Linked DNA regions of Ovis aries: region 1 is linked to region 2. The links are chromatin contacts, called in public Hi-C maps. All regions are on one chromosome and are shown on one strand. The core of a region is the stretch at or near the end of the contact, and the rest is flanking DNA. Distances in the headings are between cores, read along the strand shown.

The links. A called contact is a pair of places that touch in the nucleus more often than the background predicts.
Region 1: a Hi-C map of muscle shows a contact between it and region 2, with 9 times the contacts expected there. The contact joins the promoter of SNX18 here to the promoter of GPX8 in region 2. A contact is called at or near these places in 2 of 16 Hi-C or Micro-C datasets (muscle and skin fibroblasts).

The regions. Positions count from the first base shown.
Region 1 is chr16:24,773,889-24,780,188 of ARS-UI_Ramb_v3.0, reverse strand. SNX18 (sorting nexin 18) reads left to right here and starts at 1,912. Exons shown (of 2, transcript XM_004023198.5): 1 at 1,912-3,720. The coding sequence starts at 2,094.
Region 2 is chr16:24,143,068-24,149,388 of ARS-UI_Ramb_v3.0, reverse strand. GPX8 (glutathione peroxidase 8 (putative)) reads left to right here and starts at 1,268. Exons shown (of 2, transcript XM_015101298.3): 1 at 1,268-1,495; 2 at 5,505-6,093. The coding sequence starts at 1,292. The coding sequence ends at 5,573. The region is part of intron 2 of CDC20B (cell division cycle 20B); the gene reads right to left.

The DNA of each region.
Region 1 (6,300 bases), core at 663-3,162, 630 kb before region 2:
ATTGTAATCTTGATGTTTCATAGATGTTGATGTCATGATTCTGACCACATCAATTGCTGACATCAAAATTGAGTGACCTCTGTTACTTGCTGTGAGAACTGTCCTAACCCAGAATTTTCAGCTACAAGTGGTGTAATTCAGAAGTTGCTTACTGAACTGAATTAAGGGTTTGTATTAGGGATAAATACTGTGGGAGTAACTCTGGTATACTGGGTTGGTGGTTTTGTGCAGGAAGCTTAGAATTCCACAGCTCTTATAATGATTGTATACTCTTCTGGCTTGTTTCCCAGATTTGCTTGAAAAGGGTCAGAAGACAGGATGAAATTAATGACATATGAATGCTAACACCCAATTAGAGGTGTCTTCAAAGGAATAATTAGGCTAGACTTAATAAGAGGAGATTCTGAGAAGAAAAAGCTTTAGGCAAATTATACTCTGAAAGAAAAGAAAATGTGAAATAAGGCAACTCTAGGAGATTGGCATTGATTTAAACTTCAGGAAGTGATTTTATCTACTTATCTTAAAAATAATATAAACATAGTGAGACGAATGGAGAGGGGTGGTCACTGAGTCCAGACTAGGAGCAGGGGTCTGAACACTGGTACCCTTCCTCCAGCACATATCCGGAGACTGTAATTTTAGGACCCCTATTCTCTTTATAATGGAGAAGGAAATGGCAACCCACTCCAGTATTCTTGCCTGGAGAATCCCATCGACAGAGGAGGCTGGTGGGCTACAGTCCATGGGGTCGCTAAGAGTCGGACACGACTGAAGCAGTTTAGCATCCTGGTGGCTCAGGTGCTAAAGTGTCTGCCTGCAGTGAGGGAGACCTGAGTTCAATCCCTGGGTCAGGAAGATCCTCTGGAGAAGGAAATGGCCACCCACTCCAGTATTCTTGCCTAGAAAATTCCATGGATGGAGGAGCCTGGTGGGCTACAGTCCATGGGGTCACAAAGAGTCGGACAGAACTGAGTGACTTCACTTTCTTCTTTCTTTTCTTTCTTTCTTATGAAGGAGGACAAGGTTTTTGCTTTTCAAAATAACAACGGCAGCAGCAACAGCGGCAGCAAACACTTAAACTGTGCTTCCCACCTATAATGCTAACTCTCTGTTTCATTTTCCTCCTCTGTCTGCACGATTATCAAATCCCCACAAATCCCGGAGTGCAAAAAGTGACTTGCTCAAGGTCATACAGGCAGGGATTATCAGAAGACAGATCGACCCCAGTAGCCTGGGGCGGAAGCGTAAACTTTCATTCAAGCGTTTTAGGGAAGGGACACAGACAAAATGCAAGCTTTCTCAGCACATTCATTTTAGTGTAAACTCTCCAATGCCTCCCTCCGCCACACCACCTTTAGCCTCTTAATTGGTGAAACGCAACGCCTTCCTTACTTTGCTCTTGTCACGCTCCTCTCTTTTTTGACCAAAAACCTACAGTGGGTAGATGTTAGGGAGCTCCTCCGTCAGTTTACAGCGCCCCTCCCGGCATTCCGTCTTTCTTAGCGCAATAGCTAACCTTCACTGAAAACCCTTCAACAGACGCGTGGGTTTATGTCATTGTACGAGTATTCACTGAGCACTCAGAGCGGGAACGTTAATCAGCAATGAAAATATTAACTTACTTTCTAGGATACTTTTTTTTTTTTCAACTTAAAAGCCTAAAAAAGAAAAATCTCAGTTCACTTCTGAATAGAAACCTTCACCCTCAAGCTCTCACCCCTGGGCCTCACTGAACGGCACTGGCCACAAGGGGGCAGTGGCGGCCACGGAGTCGAACCTGGGGTCGTGCGCGGCGGCTCGGCCATCGCTTGCTCTCGCCTGGAGCGCGGCTCTCGGCCGTGGATTAGCGCAGCTGGGGACGTGGGAGGCCCCGGGCCCCGCCCCCGACCGGCGGCGGCGGCCCAGCGCGGCAGTCTGCGCTGCTAGCGGAGCGGCGCGGAGGGCGCGACCGGCGGGTGGGGGCTCAGGAGCGTGTACTGCCTTCGGGGCTCCTTTCCGCGCGCCACGGCGCGGGCACCACCGCAGGCCCCTCGGGCGGGCGCCAGGCTCAGGGCGCCGGGGGTCAGGGGGCAGCCCGCCGGGGTGCCGGGACCATGGCGCTGCGCGCCCGGGCGCTCTACGACTTCAGGTCGGAGAACCCGGGCGAGATCTCGCTGCGGGAGCACGAGGTGCTGAGCCTGTGCAGCGAACAGGACATCGAAGGCTGGCTCGAGGGGATCAACAGCCGCGGAGACCGCGGCCTCTTCCCGGCCTCTTACGTGCAGGTGATCCGCGCCCCCGAGCCCAGCCCGGCTGGCGACGGCGGCCCGGGCGCCCCGGCCCGCTACGCCAACGTGCCACCCGGCGGCTTCGAGCCCCTGCCTGCCGCGCCGCCCACCTCCTTCAAGCCGCCACCCGACGCCTTCCAGCCGCTGCTGCAACCGCAACAGGCGCCGCCGGCGAGCACCTTCCAGCCGCCGGGCGCGGGCTTCTCGTACGGCGGGAGCGCCCTGCAGCCGTCGCCGCAGCAGCTCTACGGCGGCGGCGGCTACCAGGCCAGCCAGGGTAGCGACGATGACTGGGACGATGAGTGGGACGACAGCTCCACCGTGGCTGACGAGCCGGGCGCGCTGGGGAGCGGCGCTTACCCAGACCTCGACGGCTCGTCGTCTGGGGGCGTCGGCGCTGCTGGCCGCTACCGCCTGTCCACGCGCTCCGACTTGTCGCTGGGCTCCCGCGGCGGCTCTGCGCCCCCGCAGCACCACCCGTCGGGGGCCAAGAGCTCGGCCACCGTGAGCCGTAACCTCAACCGCTTCTCCACCTTCGTCAAGTCGGGCGGGGAGGCCTTCGTGCTGGGTGAGGCGTCGGGCTTCGTGAAGGATGGGGACAAGCTGTGCGTGGTGCTGGGCCCCTATGGCCCCGAGTGGCAGGAGAACCCCTATCCCTTCCAGTGCACCATCGACGACCCCACCAAGCAGACCAAGTTCAAGGGCATGAAGAGCTACATCTCGTACAAGCTGGTGCCTACGCACACGCAGGTACCGGTGCACCGGCGCTACAAGCACTTCGACTGGCTGTACGCGCGTCTGGCTGAGAAGTTCCCCGTCATCTCGGTGCCCCACCTGCCCGAGAAGCAGGCCACCGGCCGCTTCGAGGAGGACTTCATCTCCAAGCGCAGAAAGGGCCTCATCTGGTGGATGAACCACATGGCCAGCCACCCGGTGCTGGCACAGTGCGACGTCTTCCAGCACTTCCTGACCTGCCCCAGCAGCACCGACGAGAAGGCCTGGAAGCAGGGCAAGAGAAAGGCCGAGAAGGATGAGATGGTGGGCGCCAACTTCTTCCTGACCCTGAGCACGCCCCCCGCCGCCGCCCTCGACCTGCAGGAGGTGGAGAGCAAGATCGAAGGCTTCAAGAGCTTCACCAAGAAGATGGACGACAGCGCGCTGCAGCTCAACCACACAGCCAACGAGTTCGCGCGCAAGCAGGTGACCGGCTTCAAGAAGGAGTACCAGAGGGTGGGGCAGTCCTTCCGCGGCCTCAGCCAGGCCTTTGAGCTGGACCAGCAGGCCTTCTCGGCCGGCCTGAACCAGGCCATCGCCTTCACCGGAGATGCCTACGACGCCATCGGCGAGCTCTTCGCCGAGCAGCCCAGGCAAGACCTGGACCCGGTAATGGACCTGTTGGCGTTGTATCAGGGCCACCTGGCCAACTTCCCTGACATCATCCACGTCCAGAAAGGTAAAGCCTGGCCTTAAGAGCGTACGGTGTGGGATGTGTTGTTCAGGCTGAGAGGGTCACTTTGACAGAAGTCCCATTGTCTGTTTCAGATTAATATCCCACAGGTCGGGATCCCGGCAGGGATGTGGGCAGCCAGGCGGTGCCCCAAGGGTAGGGCGGATGGTGGGCTGGTAGCTTCCTCCTTAAAAGTATTTCCAGACAGGCTGCGGGTACACTCTTCAGAGGAGGTTGGGAGAGCACTTTTGGCAACAGTGCTGTCATTTTAGAGTTTGAATAGCTGGGTAATGAGCTTCTGGGATCGATCATCTTGTGTCTAGGGTAGAATGAGAAGGGGACCCAAGCCATGTTAGGCATCCATTTGAACACTGGCAGTGTCACTTAGCCGTGGGTTTTGGGAAGTGTGGAAATCAGGGGCAAGAGTGGATATCTGCAGAAAGGTAGGTCCTGCTTTTGCCCCTCTGCTCATCTCAGCCCCTGCATTGGTAGGGAAATTAGGGTCAGTTCTCTGTAGGTACTACTTAAATGGGGCGGCATAGAAATTTCCTGCAGTCTTCTTGCTTGCAGCCTTTGTAAAATAAGGTAAAAGACTCGGCCAAATTTCAGGAAGTTTTAAGAAAATTACTCTCTTTAAGCTTGGTCATTTTCAATTTGGTGTCTACTAACTGACTGAAATTAAGAGTATTATTTAGGAAAATGGTGTAGGGAAGCTATGCAGAATGTAGAGGATCTGAGTATTGTGTTTGAGAGCAGTGTTTCTGGTATCTCAGCGAGTTAGCTGCCCAACTGTCAGAGCTTGTTTTATTTAGTCGTGGTTAGTGTCCCTAAAGACTGAAGTTTGCAGATTGTTTTCTTAGAAAATAAGTTAGGGCAGAATTAGAGCAGTAATTCCTGCCTTAACGTTACTCGCTGGCTTGCATTCTGATAGCCTGCCTGGAGAGGGGTTGGAGTGGGGAGGCAGCCTTGCTGAGAGGTTTTCGGTTCAGTGTGGGGGAGGGGAAGAGGACGTCACTAACCACCTTCCTGAGGGGGTGGAAACCTCCTGGCCTTGGGTAATGAGTCGCTGGCTGCCCTTTCAGGTGGGACAACCCATTTACAAACAGCCCAGATCTTTAACCTGTTCTTCCTGGTATTAAACTAAAGTTTGTCTCTCTTGATTCTCTTTCTTTTGCCTGGAAACACACACAGTAAGTTTCTTCCTCGTCATGTCAGCCCATCAGACCCTTTGGGACAGCAGCTTCCTTCCTCTCTGCTGCACTCCTGCCTCTTCCGAATAGGTGACAGGCTTCTAACTCCCCAGAGCGGGGTCCTGCAAACATGCTGATGCTGGTATAGTCCCTGCTAAAATGCACTGCCCCAAACATCTGCAATACTAGTTTCAGTGGAGAACAGTAACTTTTTTGACAATTTACTGTAAGTGCAGTATAAGGTTAAATTAGCTGTTTGGGCAGTCGTATCACTATTGACCTGCATTGAACCTGCATCTTTGTTCCCTGTGACCCCCCCCTTTTTTGCATAAATTGCTATGAATTCTTGATATTTTAGTCGGTGCTGGTGCAACTGACTCTTTGAGCCTTTAATGCAGGATCTAACATTTAAATTCCACTGTGTTACATCATTCTGGATCCAGTGCTGGGTGCCTTTTTACATGTTTCTGTGAGTTTATGCAGATTGTTGGTAAACAGTTGAAAGGGTCGAGCCAGGTGCAGACTCCTGCAGTCACACACAGGTGGCTGGCTACTACGGGGCAGCATCAGTTCATTCAGTGGCTTTCCTGTCTTCAGACCACACACTCAGCCTTGTTGAGTGGCTCTGCTGTCGAAGTGAGTAGAAAATACTTGATGTTTGCCATAAAGTCTATTTTGAGTTTATATGTAGTCTGTTAATTTAACACTAGAACTAAAATCGTCTCCTATTGGGATTTGAGAAACTTCCTTCATTAAAACCAGGACCATTTTTATGTTGTTTAAATAATTCAAGGGCCCTAAACATAATCTTCAGGAACTTCAGAAAGAACATCTGTTGATATTCAACATGGTTTGTCTCTGCTGTAGCCTTGGTGTGTGATGTACAGTGAGCCTGTGTCCCTGGATAACATGTCTTTAGAATGTGCTGCCATTTAGAGCTGTAGTGTGCAATGCATACGGCTAAAAGCATGTGTTTACAGCCAGCATTTATCAAGGATGCTAGTGTTGGCCATTTTAAGAATACAGATGAGCTTTAAGCCCGGCTGAAGCTTTTTGAACATGTTCTGAATGTTCACATGATGGTATAGAGCAGAAGAAACATCCCCCTCCCTCCCCTGCTACACAGTTGCTGTTGGAATGAATCTTCATCTGAGCACTTGGGAATTTTGTTTTCAGGTTGTTTTTCCCTTCAGGATCTCAAAACATAATCATATTGTAGGCCTTACTGTGACTTTTGAGAGAAGAGTCAAAAAAAAAAAAAAAAAAGTGAAAATCTTTAAGCAGTTTGTGCGATCTTTTGTTGTAAGTATTTGGCCCAAAGTTTATATTAAGTCTTTGTTGTTTTCAGTAAGAGAAAAGTGGTTTTATCCCTTTTACATTTTACATGTTCTAATCA
Region 2 (6,321 bases), core at 19-2,518:
CTTTCCATATTTGCTCCTAAAATTTTCAACAAAGTTAGGCTTCCCATAGAAGGTGGCAGCCACAGAAAAAAATGAAGACAAAAGATGAAACTAGATGACACACCCAAGTAGAAAGGTGGGGGCAGGGGGTTATGGGGAGCAGTGTTTTGTATACAAATATCTTCCCTGGTAGCTCAGTTGGTTAAGAATCTGCCTGCAATGAGGAGACCACCAGCAATGCTCAAGACTTGGCTTTGATCCCTGGGTTAGGAAGATCCCCTGGAGAAGGAAGTGGCAACCCACTCCAGTATTCTTGCCTGAAAAATTCCATGGACAGAGGAGCCTGGTGGGCTACAGTCCATGGGGTCACAAGAGTCAGGCATGACTTAGCAACTAAATCACCACCACCACCACCATCTTATTTAATTGCTAAAAGTCCTGTGTTATTATAGAGTTAAGTTTTTCCCCATCTAGAGTTTGCAGCCCATTGGTGAACCTTGAAATCATTTTGAAATCAAAAGCAGGCTGTTTTAAAAACACAATAGACCAGGATGTGCTGCAGTTCAAAGGGGAAACCTCATTTAATAAAACTTCTCGGTTACACCTGTCTGTGTATGTACTGAGTTATACCATAAAGTGTATTTCTTACTATGCACCATAACCAAAAATTTGAAAACTCACTGAACTACAGTTTGTTTTATGATAGAGGAGGGTTTTTTAAAGACGTCATTGTTTTTCATCTGTTTATTTTTACTATATTCACCTGGCTCTGCCTTAGCTGGATGAGGTCGGAGCAAGTAGCCTTTTCGGATATTTCACTGCCTTTTCCACTATAAATTCCTTGAAGTTACAGTATGCTTAAGCCATATGACTTTATATACATATAAATATCAAATTCCTACTGATTAGGTGACATACTAATAGACCAATTTAATTGCCACTCTGAGTTACTAGGTATTATACACCCAATCTGCCACATTCAGCCAACTGCTGGAAGCACTTTACAGCTTTTAAGATACAAGGGCACCATCTTCTGGTGAAATATTTTCTTTGTTGGGCAGATATGAAAGAGCTACCCAAAATGTCATTTTTCGAGCAAAAATTACAACTGACATACTATATACATTGATATTTTTAGAGCTTTGTACTTCATTTAGGAATTGGCTCCATCTCTGAAAAGGAGCTTTCTATTCCCCAGCACTGACAGGAGCTAGTCTGTCCTTCCTGACTTTCCGTTAAGCGGAGCTGGTTTCAAGTTTCAGCTCCTCCTTGAATTCCAGCTTGCTGAGACTTTCCTCTAGAATCATCCAAAATGGAGCCTCTCACAGCCTACCCTTTGAGATGTTCAGGGCCCAAAGCAAAGGCATTTGCAGTCTTGCTGTCTATGATTCTGTGCACAGTAATGCTATTCCTCCTACAACTCAAATTCCTAAAACCTAAAATCAACAGCTTTTATACTTTTGAAGTGAAAGATGCAAATGGAAGAGCGGTTTCTCTGGAAAAGTTTAAAGGCAAAGTAAGTTGCACCTTCTGATTTTTCTATTGTTTGCCCATGTTCTCTGCTTATTGTCGTAACAGTCTATTTTTTACTGTTATATGTTCATGTTATAATTTAGTCCTCAGAGAAATTAGTATATCACTTTAGCCATCAGTGCTCTCATAGTTTCTATGCTAATTGATAACTGATTATCTTAACTATTTGCTTTAAGATGTTTTAAGTGTTGGATTAATACTTTAAATCATTTAGGAAATTCTAACAGTAATGTGATTATGGAGTATGCCATATAATGTGAATATGAAAGTATTAACTCCACAATCTAACAGCATTAAAAAGCACTCTATCAATAATCATATTTTATCTTTTATTTAAAAAAAAACTTTCATGAGTACCTAGGGCTTTATTAATGGTTGTGATCTTTCAGAGTTTTAACTCAGGCATTCGGGTTATGGTTTTCAGTAGAACTGGGGACATCTACTGTATCGAATAAATTTCATAAAAATATGAAATAATCATCTATCAAAGGCTGTATTCCTCCAAAATGGTTTAGGGTTTTAACTACTTGCAGAATTTTTTTTAATATTTTATTTGCTTCACTTTCCGGTTGGATTTTTTTCTTTTTCCGGGAGGTTGCACTAGTTGTAAACGTGGCTAGTGACTGCCAACTCACAGACAGAAATTACTTAGCACTGCAGGAACTGCACAAAGAGTTTGGACCATTCCACTTCAGCGTCTTGGCTTTTCCATGCAATCAGTTTGGAGAATCGGAGCCCCGCCCGAGCAAGGAAGTAGTATCTTTTGCAAGAAATAACTTCGGAGTAACATTCCCCATCTTCCACAAGATTAAGATTCTAGGATCCGAAGCAGAACCTGCATTTAGATTTCTTGTTGGTAAATATCTACCTTGCCTCACCAATGTAATGTTTTTAGTTGCTTTCATTTTTAAAACAAATGCACCAGGACCATACTTTCCTATTTCGTTTTAAATGTTTTAGTGGGAAAGTTTTATAAAACTATCAAAGAACTAGATTCTCATCCTCTGTAACTTTCTAGAAGTTATGTTTTCCTAAAATCAATGTTTTAACTTCTTGGATGGCAAAATAAATCTACTACAGTGTATTTTCCTTATTATTTTCCAAAAGAATGTACTTTAAGCTGGCTACACATCTCTTATCAATATTGCTGAGCATTACTAGTTAAACTAATCTTTCTGGTTAATTTTATGTTGCCTTATCTGAGATATTATCCTCACGGGTGAACATCTCAGTTTGCCAAGGTGGTTTTTGGTAAAATTCAAAATAACACATCTTGATTTTTTTTGGAGGAGGGTAGTGTTAGGCTACCTCTGTAATTAAGCTAATTATGGAAGTCTATTTAAAGACTTTTTTCAGCATAAAGGGAGTGCAGTATTGTGACTAAGGGCTAAGCTTTAGCCCCAGCATACCTGGGTTGAAATCCCTGCTCTGTTACCTTTGCTGTGTGACTCCAAGCACATAACTTAACTTCTGTCTATTTGCTCGTTTGTAAAATGACATCAATAGTATCTACCCCTTAAGATTGTTTGGAGGTTTAAGTTGTTAATAGTAAAAATAAAGTACTTACTTACAGAGCTTCCACTGTGCCAGACCCTATTCTAAAGGACATTCAGCTCACGTCCTCTCATCTAACTTAGGTGGATGATTGCCTCAGTCATTTCCACTGCAGGTAATTTGAATTTTGCTAAAACCATGACCTTAGCCAGGCAATCAGTCTTCCAATCCAACAAACTGGCTAATGATATTCTATAATATTTAAGTATGAAAGCAGAATCTTCCAAAAACACTGTATTCAAATTTCTAGGGACAGTCAGCATAATGCCTAACACCATCAATAACAACAAAAGTGAGGTCTTTATTCCTTTTATTTCCAGTATACACTGAGGTGAAGAAAAGCCACAGTATGTGCCCGTGTAGTCATCTCTCAGTTATAAGAGCCAAATACTTGAGCACAGTAGCTCCTAGGTTCTTCCCCTTTGTCACTAAAAAAGAAACTCCACTTACCCTGTGTAATCAAAAAGGTAACAATGATTTAAGGTTTCACTAAAGTTAGATGAAGCTCCAAAGACAAAGACTATGAAATGATGGCTAAATGAAAATTAGATCTTTTTAAATTGGCCAAAATAGATAGTAACTGATCATGTGATCACAAACAAGATGGCTCTGTACAGGTGCGCAGGTTGTTCACTGAACAGGAATAAGGGGTCACATGGGAGCTGAAACCCAGGCAAATGAAACATATGTGCCTAGGGACTGTTCCCACCTAGAAGGGTGTCTTTTTCTAATTCACACAAAGATACTGCCTAGAGAGAGCCCTGCTCTGATGAGTGTTATCTTTTAAAATACATTTTCCATTATAGAAAATGTCTATTTTTCAGAATGATTTTAAGAAGACTTTAACCAATAATATGATGCTCCTACCAAGTCAATGATGTTTGAGCTAGTCAGCAATACTCCTAATAATGAAATAATCAGTGTAAGTGCTTGGCACAGTATGCAAAGTATAGCACACAGAAGTAAACATTAGGCTACTTTTTATTTTTTTTAACCTATGTTCCCTTATTGGTTCTTTCCCCAGCATAAACAAAGGATCCCCCACCTTTAAAAACTCTAAGCAGTACGTTCCTTCTACCTACCTCATCACTAACATCTTTGAAAGAATAGTTAACATTTGGTTTCTCTTGCCTCCCTGTCTCTGCTTCCTTCTTAGATCACCGTGTTTGATCTCTCATTCCGACGACCCTCCTGAATCTAGTGGGTCTCAGTGCCTATGACTTCTACTCCAGCTCCTTCTCTTCCTTCCAGGTTCCTTTTTTCCATCCACCCTTACCTCTACTGATCCTCAGGATTCTGCCACATCCACCTGGGCTCTCCTTACTCTGTCCCCTTTCCCTGGGTGAGCTCTAGCTCCTAAGCTCCAAAGCCTCCTCTGATGGGGTGTCCCACATAACCTGAATCCCCTCATGTACAAAAATGAACTTGTCATTGTTCTCCTAATATCTACTTGCTTTGCCTTGTCCCCTATTTTAAGAGCATGAGCTCTTCTAATAGAAAGGACTAACTAGATATCAGTCCGGACTCTACCTTCACTAGCTATGTGACCGTGAGTCTAGACCTCCATTTTTCTCATCTGCAAAATGGGGATAATAATAATAGCCAAGCTTTACAGGGTTGCTATACAGATTAAATGAGAGGATCCATTGAAAGCACTAAGCATACATTACTAGGCATATAATAATTATTTATATTTTTCTCATGAAGTGAAGTTGCTCAGTCATGTCCAACTCTTTGCAATTCCATGGACTGTATAGTCCATGGAATTCTCCAGGCAAGAATACTGGAGTGGGTAGCCTTTCCCTTCTCCAGGGGACCTTCCCAACCCAGGGATCAAACCCAGGTCTCTCACACTGCAAGGAGATTCTTCACCAGCTGAGACACAAGGGAAGCCTTTTTTTTTTTTTCATACTAGTCAATAATAACGCACACAAATCCTGTATGATATAAATAGAAAAAAGTTGTACATTTCTTACCTAAATTAAGATTATCAAAAGGATGTCTACAGTTATTTAGCATTCCTTACTATGTAATACACAACAATATCAAAAACATAAACTTACTACAAAAAGTAGTCCATACATTCATGTTACCAAAGACCATAAAGCGTCACTTTATCTTAAAAAAAAATGTTAAGCAACTGAAAGTTTCAGCTAGTGACAAGGTAAATTTTTTAGTGGTTCAGATCAACAAATCTAGTTTTATTTCATTTCATGATTCTAGTTCAGTACAATCTTCAGTGAAGTCACCAAGTATATAGACATCTAATTACACAGACTTTGAGTTTGGGTGTTTTGCTTTTTGTTTAATTCAGTTTTTGCAGTGATGACAATTCTAGAACTTGATTCTAAAGTTGTAATTTATTCAAATACTAATAGAAATGAAAATCTTGACAAAGAATAAAATTTTACTCATGAAAATATATTCTGATATTTTAGATTCTTCAAAGAAGGAACCAAGGTGGAATTTTTGGAAGTATCTGGTCAACCCTGAAGGTCAAGTTGTAAAGTCCTGGAGGCCAGAGGAACCCATTGAAGTCATCAGGCCTGAGATAGCAGCTCTGATTAGACAAATGATTATAAAAAAGAAAGAGGATCTATGAAAATGCCATTGAACCAGTATACGGCAATAGAATACAAAATGTCTCCATGAGGGTTTGATCCCCTTTTAAATTAACTCTGACAATTAAATATGGCACTGAAGGATAACTTTCCTTTTATGTTATCTTGTGAGTGGTAATGAATGTCCACAGCACAGATGTTACCTAAAGCAAAAATAAACAGCAGCCAATGACTCTAAATGAAATATATTAAATACTTCATCCAACTACACTAAATAATTCAGAATACCAATGTGCTTCAATGTCCTATTATTTCACTTGACATTTTCTAGGATTGTACTTGATGGAAATGTCAATACACTAGACCACTGTTTGAATTCAAGATACCGTGTGACATTTCCAGAGTAACTGTAAATGATATTTTTATGTAATAAAAGGCAAAATAAACATTGAAAATGTGAAATATACATAGATTCTAATCATTATGTATTTTTGTTTCACGTACAGAATTTTGTTAAGTACAGGGTCATGGTATGTTTTACCATATCCAGCCAGATCAATGTCATTTAGTCACTTGGTCATGTCTGACTCTTTGCTACCCCATGGACTGTAGCCCACCAGGCTTCTATGTCCATGGGATTTTCCAGGCAAGAATACTGGAGTGGGTTGCCATTTCCTTCTCCAATCCAGCCAGA